3 separate regions of the Gossypium hirsutum genome follow, and regions 1 and 3 are each linked to region 2. Evidence: chromatin contacts called from public Hi-C data. All regions are on one chromosome and are shown on one strand. The core of a region is the stretch at or near the end of the contact, and the rest is flanking DNA. Distances in the headings are between cores, read along the strand shown. Region 1 holds the start of LOC107961856 (exocyst complex component EXO84C). Region 2 holds the start of LOC107961816 (protein argonaute 2). Region 3 holds the start of LOC107961784.

Evidence for each region. A called contact is a pair of places that touch in the nucleus more often than the background predicts.
Region 1: a contact with region 2 is called in a Hi-C map of leaf, with 2.2 times the contacts expected there. The contact joins the promoter of LOC107961856 here to the promoter of LOC107961816 in region 2. A contact is called at or near these places in 9 of 34 Hi-C or Micro-C datasets (callus, leaf and petal).
Region 3: a contact with region 2 is called in a Hi-C map of leaf, with 1.9 times the contacts expected there. The contact joins the promoter of LOC107961784 here to the promoter of LOC107961816 in region 2. A contact is called at or near these places in 2 of 34 Hi-C or Micro-C datasets (both in leaf).

What each region holds. Positions count from the first base shown.
Region 1 is chrA06:111,623,193-111,625,952 of Gossypium_hirsutum_v2.1, forward strand. It overlaps LOC107961856 (exocyst complex component EXO84C), which reads right to left and starts at 1,253. Exons shown (of 7, transcript XM_016898019.2): 1 at 974-1,253; 2 at 349-443; 3 at 1-230. The coding sequence starts at 1,072. It overlaps TRNAK-UUU (transfer RNA lysine (anticodon UUU)), which reads left to right and starts at 1,358; the gene lies at 1,358-1,430.
Region 2 is chrA06:110,994,779-110,997,709 of Gossypium_hirsutum_v2.1, forward strand. It overlaps LOC107961816 (protein argonaute 2), which reads right to left and starts at 1,673. Exons shown (of 3, transcript XM_016897971.2): 1 at 767-1,673; 2 at 1-626. The coding sequence starts at 1,208.
Region 3 is chrA06:110,270,745-110,273,598 of Gossypium_hirsutum_v2.1, forward strand. It overlaps LOC107961784, which reads left to right and starts at 1,483. Exons shown (of 9, transcript XR_001701413.2): 1 at 1,483-1,838; 2 at 2,779-2,854. LOC107961786 (CBL-interacting serine/threonine-protein kinase 23) reads left to right here. Exons shown (of 15, transcript XM_016897915.2): 12 at 1-8; 13 at 137-211; 14 at 408-486; 15 at 1,107-1,408. The coding sequence ends at 1,171.

The DNA.
Region 1 (2,760 bases), core at 3-2,502, 630 kb after region 2:
GAACATCGATTTTCTCCAGGAATTTTTTCTTGGGATCATCCATTTCTTCCTGAACATCATCGACCTTAGGGTCTAGTGGTGGGTCATTAGTATCAGCATTTTCCTGGTTCCACTCTTCCAGTTCACGACACACCCCGGTCATTAGATCCTGCACAATAATCCCTTGAGAAGAGATATGCTTTCGTAGCTCAACCAACTCGTGCTCCATTTCAACAACTTCTTCAGACATTCTACAATTACCATTACAATCAAACTTACTCAACCGAAATAAATAAAACAATATTTAGAAACTTTTCAACTTGATTTTCATTTATCATAAAAAGGTAAATAGGAACAGTTTTATTTGACCTCAAGAAAGCCAAGTATTTTGTGCGCCTATTCCCACATAAGTTTTCCACAGCATCTTTCAAATCCAAAAGCTCACAGCAAAGTTTTCTGATCCCCTGCATTACCAAAATGTCCAAAATTACATATAAAGAATATGCGTCAAATCAGGAAATCATGGCTGAAAACAGGTAAATGCATGCATGCTTGTAAAAGGACGAACTAGGGGCAGGAAAAACAAGGGAAAAATAGTTTGTTTTTTTTTCATATTTGTTCCCCATTTTCCCAGAGTTTAATCAATAAAGCATATAAAATAATACAGAGATAAATTATCCATTTTTACTACGCCATCAAATAAATAAGTGATTTTGATATATTCCACTGAGTGCGAAGAATCCCAAGCAATGAAATCCCTGGGAATACCTTTCTTTCTTACTTCTAAGATAGAAAAACAAAGAAAACCAAGCTATAATTTTTCCCTGAAATTTGACTAGAACCCAAATTAAAGTAAAGAAATCCACAGTAAAAGAGAAAGTCGAGGTAGGGAAATGGGGAACAAAGCAGAGGAAAACCGAGAAGTTTGAATCCAAGATCTAAAATGCAAAAACATTTTAACAAAGACTGGGAAACAATCAAACAAAAAGAAGACCTTTTCAGTATGGGATTGGTGAACAGAATCAATCTTGGACTGGGGAGTGATGCTCTCAATGGAAGGGAAGTCATCATCTTCTTCACTGCTCTCCATCATTCAATCAAAGAGTAAAACAGATACTGTGAATTATTGGTTTTAATGAGAGAGTTTGAGAAGTAGCATCATATCGTTTATCGCGAGGAGGGAGGGCTGACTAAGGACCAAACTGCAAAAAGCAACATGTTAATATGCTGTTGCCTTTTGCTGCCACTTTCCAACATGTTTAGTCTTTAATCTCTTTACTTTTCTATCTATATTTTATTTATATCGGATATCAAATTAACTTTTATTCTTTGAAAATAATATACATTAACAAAGGTAAATTAGCTCTGTAGTCAGACAGCCGTCTTAGCTCAGCCGGTAGAGCGCGTGGCTTTTAACCACGTGGTCGTGGGTTCGATTCCCACAGACGGCGAAAATCTCATACTTCCTATAATTTTTCAGTTTTCCTTTACTCCATCATCATCACTGCTTGTCCTTTATTTCTTTTTTGACCACTCGATTAATTAATTACTATTGTATTTTGATTCATTTCGGTTAAATACAATTAAAATTGACTTGTCAATTAAAAATTAATATAATAATAAATTTAGTCTTTCATATTTTTATATTTTATATTGATTTAATCATATTTTAAAAAATAATAATCCTCAACCCTTCTTCATCTTTCCTCTGTTGCCATTGCTCCTCTTTCCTTTCTCTACCGTTGTATGCTTGGACTGTTACCGCCTATCAGTAACTTTTACGAGTCTATCAACAGCATTTGAGCTCACGAAGAAGGCATACGGTCGAAACTAGAGGTGATCATGGGTCGGGCCGGGCCAAGATAAAATTTTAGGCCCGGGCCCGGCCTGGCCCAAAATATGGGCCTAAAATTTTGTCCAAGTCCTACCCGAAATAAAATTACTAAGCCCGAGCCCGGCTCGGCCCGGCCCATATTAATTTTTTTTCTTATTTTATTAAATAAAAAAATTTAAAAATATAATAAATCAAATATATTTAAAAACATAAAAACAAATATTAAAACAAATAAAAATAATACTAAAACAATTCTTAAAACAATACATAAATTAACAATATAATAAAAAATAGTTATATTAAAAATTTAAAATAATTTTAAAAAATAAAAAAATATATATATTAATCCGGGCCTCGTTTTTTTGCCCAAGCCCATTTTTCGGACCTATATTTTTACCCAAACCCTCCCATTTTTTAAGCGGGCCTTCGGGCTGGACCGGACCGCCCGGCCCATGATCAGCTCTAGTCGAAACATACACCATATAAAAACACATGTTTCTTTCTTAATGATTAGAGAGAAGAATTAGAAGCCTCAGTGGTCTACTGTTTCCCTGATTTTGATGCATTTCAGAAGAATAAAAAATAAATTAAATAAAAATGGCAGAAAAAATATAGATTGAGAGTTGATATATGCTTTTGCTAAGCCAGACTATCATACCCTTCTCATCTGCATTTTAGGTTCTTTTCTATTTTCGCCTTCTTGTATTTTTTTCAGCTTTTTTATTTTTTCTTTTTTTGATCAATTGGCATTTTTTAGCTTCGGGAGTTAAAATGATTGGATCTTTATTTGAAGCTAGTTTGATTTTCAAGGAAGGAGAAGAGAGATGAAGTTGATTTTTTTTTAAATTATAACTAAATTAATAAAAATATGTAAAAGTTGAGAGTTAAATTTATTATTATACTAATTTTTTAATTGTTATATCACCTCCCATAAAATACTTATCGTC
Region 2 (2,931 bases), core at 423-2,922:
TCTAGATGCTGTGATGCCATATCCAAGATCATCTTCTGGACAAGATTCATAAGGATGGAAGCTCCGGCCAGCAGGAATCATATGCATTACCGGATTCTCCTTCATAACTACATCCATCCCCTGTAATATGTCACGAGGTATTGAATAGGCTTTCCTAGACAAGTAATCCCGCAACTTGCCAAGCTTGAGCTCATTCACAAGCTTTATAGAAAAGATGTATGTACGGGCCATCACGTCTTCCCCCTCGGACAATTCCACCTTGAATTCTCCTTCAGGTAATCGAACAGCACTAAATATATTCTTTTCACCATCATATGCGGTCATCAACAATGGCAATTGAGGATTATCAGTGAATAGTTTTTTCCGGATACTAGACAATAATGGCTTAGATAGTTTGGCAGGGCGACCATTCTTAGGAGACTCCAGTTGCCTGACATCAACATCATAATGCCTTATGATACTTTCCGGATTGAACTTCACCCGAAAATGATTAACATTAAGCCTGACAGTTGCAAGAGCAGTTCTTCCACCTTTATCCGGTCGCATAATTGGGTTATGTCTATTTTGATTCTCGGAAGATAATGATGTAGAAGCCACCTGCTCTGAAACATTCATCACAACAGAATCTGTAACGGAAAAAAAGGGAAAATTATCAAAAGCAAACTAACAACTCATGCCTAAAGCCATACCAGATTTAACTTCATCATCAACACCAACTCATGCCTAAAGTCGTACCAAATTTAAGATTAAATGAAATGATTTATACCTGGGACAGACTGTGGAGGAGGAGGACTAGGAGGCAATGCAGGTATGTTATCTTCAGGCTCCAGTGTTGGGGCAGGAACGGGCCTGAAAGGCCTCCTCCCTCGCCCACGACCATTTCCGCCGCCCCTGCCGCTGGCTGATTCCGCCTCATAACTATAATTCGGTCTCTCCGGTGGAAGCCGAGGAACCCACCCTCCCCTTCTACCACGAGCACCACCAGTCTGACCACCCCTCGCATCGCCGTCCTGATAAGGACCCACTTGAGAGTTAGTTGGGTTCCAATTGGCCCCACTTTGCCCTTGGCCTATGGGCGCCTGATACGGAGGCTGATTATCAGCGCTGCCATCTCTACCTCTTCCTCTTGCTCTTCCTCTTCCACCACCATAGTAACGACCTCTTCCGCCAATTCCTCTTTCTCTATAGCCACCACCACCTCTCTCCATTGGACTCGGGAGCACAACTAGGGCAAAAATCGAACTCGGTCTTTACAGAATCAGTAAGCAAGCACCAACAGATTATACAAACAAACAAAAAAGAAAATTAAATTCAAAGTTGACTGTAGTCTAGCTACGGAGGACACGGGAAATGGAGCCGGAATCGTGGGTTTATAATAAAGGGAGAGGGTCGGATAATGAAATTACAGAAATAACCTTACGATGGATTATTGTTTGTAAGCGCGTTTTAGTGTTACAGATAATTGACAATGCTAAATGATTTGATTGGTAAAAAAACATTGATGGAAGGAGCGAAAGTTAGGATAGGAATCTAAAGAAATTCCAGAAACTTCGATGGGTTCGAGGAAGCTGAGGGGGTTTTTCGCTGGAAGTGTGAGGGAGTGGCGGAGGATCTCATGCCGTATTACCTTGATAATCTACGATTAACTCCTCCAACTCCTTTTCGTTTTCACACGCATGGTTTACTTTTCCAACTTCTTTTCTTTTTTCACATGTATTGTCTGAATTGTTAGTAAAAGAAAATTAAATAGATTAATACATTATTTTAAAAATATTAAATTAAAAAGTTGTTAAGTTAATGGTAATAAAATTTTATTTTTAAAAAATTAAATATCCAGTTAACTTGTGTTAGACTATTATTATGAATATTATCTGTTTAGAAATATCTAAATATATCATATATCTTTCCTATTTAGGATTATATTATATATAAATATATATTTCTTATCTTGAAATATATTTTTTAAGTAAATATATTAAGGGATTACTCTATTCTTGTTAATTTGTGACACCAAAGCAATTAATAATATTATATACACAAATTTAGTGAGAGAAAATATTTTATGTTAAAAGTTACTTTTTTAAAGTTTACTTAAGAATTATTATTGGTGTAGTGGTAAAGAATTTGTTTATAAATTCATTAAATATGAATTTAATCTGTAGACATGTTAATTTTAATTCTTTTATTTTAAAATTATATAAATGTATAAAAAATACAAAATTATCATCCAAATAATAAAAATAGTCATTTGATAAAAATATATATTAGTTATTTTCTAATCGAATTGGTTCACAGTTAAGCTGCGACACCAACTTAACAAGAAATTTTATTAATAATAATATAAATCATAAAATATATATTGATCAAATTTAACACTATATCAAACGTATTAGTATGTTATTTTCTACATGTTATTAGGCTAAAATTAAAACACTAATAAGAATATAAAATTTTAAAAAAAACAATAGATGGTTAAATTCACCAACAATACTTAAACTTTGTTTAAAATTACTTTTCAATCACTTAAATTTTAAAAGTTACATAATAGTTATTAACATTATCAAGTTTTTATATTTTGGTCACTCGTCCATTACCTTCCATTAAGAAGATGGTGTGAAGCATTAATTTAAATATCAGTTTTGATACTTTGTTAACATTTTCTTAAAAATGTTTTAAAAATAAAAAAATTCTTAAAAAATAAATAAAAATATTTAAAAATATAAAATAATTAAAATTAATATATATAATAGAATATTATAAAAATTCCAAAATAAAACAATTATTAAAAAAATTATAAATACATTACTAAACAATACATTCTGGAAATAAGAATTTTAAATAATTTATTTAATTTAAATTTATTCAAAAACATAAAAAAAAATTAAAGATTAAATTGAAAATATTATTACCATTTGCCCGTCGAGTCGTTGA
Region 3 (2,854 bases), core at 233-2,732, 720 kb before region 2:
CAACAGAGGTACCTCTGTCTCAGTCATAATTGTTTTTGCATAATTTCAGTTTCACCTTGTCTGAAATTGATTGAACATGATTATTAATGATTCTATCTATAACATGTCCCCTGACACTGCCTCTTTTCTTTTTCAGATTTTTCAGGTGGCTCCTTCCCTTTTCATGGTTGAACTTCGAAAGTCTGAAGGGGATACCCTGGAATTTCACAAGGTATTACCCTAATGTCAGTGCTGTATCATTAATGCAGTGGGCACTTTTGTTTAATAATTTGCTGATAACCATGGTCATGTACAGCCATGCAAAGCATGTCAATTTGATGTTTCCCGATTCTAAGTACACCTGATATATATATTTTCCTCTTTGGTTTGATATTACCTTGAAATAACACTGTTTCCTAAATTTACAGTTCTATAATAATCTCTCTACTGGGCTAAAAGATATTGTTTGGACAACTACAGACAGAGGAAAAGTGGAAGAAAAGGATGGTTAGTATATCGTTCCATCTACAAGAGCGTGCATCTCTTCTGAATTGTCAATCACCTATCCTCCTATGATTTTTTTTTTATTGGAAGGAGAATCTAGATTCAACGTATTTTTGCTGGACTAAGACATAGAGATGTTAATCCCATTAGCTAAGTGGAATCTTATCCCTTCTTTAGGGGAAATATAGGTTATCCTCTGATAGCTTCAGGCTTGACTCTTTTGCAAAATTATTTCAAGTGTGTACAGTATGAATTTAACGTGGATGGCTTGGAGTATGTCAGCAATTAGCAGTTGGGAAAATTTAATTTCTGTTGGAATGATGCAACAATCAAAATAAATTGTATTAAATCTACCTTCCATCATATTGCATGCCAGGGTATTGGATTTTATCTTTATCTATACAAATTTACATTGAATTAAGGTTAGAGATAATATGTTGGTTGGACTTGAGCAAGAGTGTTGTTGATATTGTATGTGTTTGAACATGAGTATGCTTAATTTTTTAAAATATTTTTTATATGTTTAATGTTTTCATATTCCCAGCATGCACCAATGAGTAATGACAAAAATTTTGAACTCTCCTTGTTTTTGGGTTTTTATTTGAGTCCTTCAATGATTGCAGGGTGTGCTGCTGGGTCTTCTCCACCCAATGACGGGCATTCCCAGTCGCAATGCGCTATCCGTTGATTTCTATTGGGCGAACTGTCAGTCACCGGCGGCTATTAAAAAAAAAATATATTTATCTTGTTCTTCGATAGAGGTTGCTAGAAACTTAAGCTTGTGTAAAAGAAGGCACTACTATATACTCATACCAGCTATATATTTGCTTCTGTATAATATGCCTCAAATGTGATGTTCCTATCAACTGAATTTGTGAATAAATAAAATGGGGAAAAGAAAAGCAAAAGAAAATCTGTTGTTTCACTTTATTTCTTTCTTTAATTCTTTTTCCCAAATATCTTTCTATATTTATCACATGACAACTATTTTTACAAAGTTTCGTAGAATAAAAACGTGTAAGCCTTTAAAGAAGATTGAAGTGTCGTTGATATCCTCCTAATTTTTGCTTATAAAATAAAATGAAGGCCTAAACAAGTAAAAGCGAGATTAAGGATTGAAGCCCATACGCTCGCGTTACGCGCGTCTGGCAACTATATACACGATGTAAAAGGCAGCTGACAATGTCAATTATTCGGGTTTCGAGTTCGACTCACTTGGTCTCTGCTTTCGAAATCAAATTATTGCCGTAACATTTACTTTTTTCTTAGGCCAAAAGGAAGAGGAGGGAAGGGTCTGCAATGAGAGAAGAGGTTATTAGCTCTGGTGGGACCATAGATCCCACACCTGCTGCGAGGTACCAATTCTCACCTCTCTTTCTCCCTCCCCCATTGTCATCTCAATTCTCAAATTAGGGTTTTCTTTCGCAATCCTTCATTTTTCAGGTGAAAGTGGGGGTTTGTTTTCTGTTTTTCTGTGTGAATTTTAGGGATAAGGTTAGGTTTCTATTGGGTGTGTTTGGCTGCCGGGAAAAGCGACGCGAGAAGAAGACTGAGGGATTAATTGTCCTGGAGAGTGGAAAATTATTGAGATTTAGTTAAAGCAAGGTTTTTGGTTGCCGGGAAAGTGAGGAACAAGTAATGAGAGGATGGGTTCGGCTAAAGATATCCTAATTTTGAGCTTAGGCGCATTTTCTCTCGAACACGAAAATGGAAAAAGAAAATTGAAAAGAAAAGATTAAAGTCAGTTTTTGGTTTTGACGGTTCACTGGGTTATTTATAATTTTTCTCAATTTCATCCCTTCTATCTTGTTTTTCAATTTTTCTCTCAAGCTCAACTAAATGTATTTTGAAGCTGTAATTTTTAAATAGCTATTAAGGACCTGAAATAAATGAGGGTATTTTTACTGTTGCAAAAATTGTTGGTCTAGTTTCAAGTTATGTAAAGGAAGAGCAGAGTAGAAAAGCCTTGATGATCTAGAAATGATACCGTTTATCATTTCTATGCTTGTTTTGCTACGTGCTAAGTCCTTAATTACCTTGTTATGTGGCTACTTACCTTTAAGGGTGGGACCAATAGAGGATGGAAACTGGCTCCACGTCCACTAGGAATATGCCATTAATTATCAGGATAGTCATTTCCTGTTAAAGAAACTGACTTATACGAGGGATTTGTTAATATACAGTGTGAGGAGGTGTGGATATGCCTGTTCCATTCATTTTATATGAAACAGTTATATATATGATGTTCCATTAGGAGTTCAATATATATATATTTATGCTACTTGTCCTTATCAGTTCTGCTGGTGCATCCTCCCCTGCTGTTCCAACAAATGTCGGCAGTGTTGACTGGTCTGGTCATGGCCAAAATTCC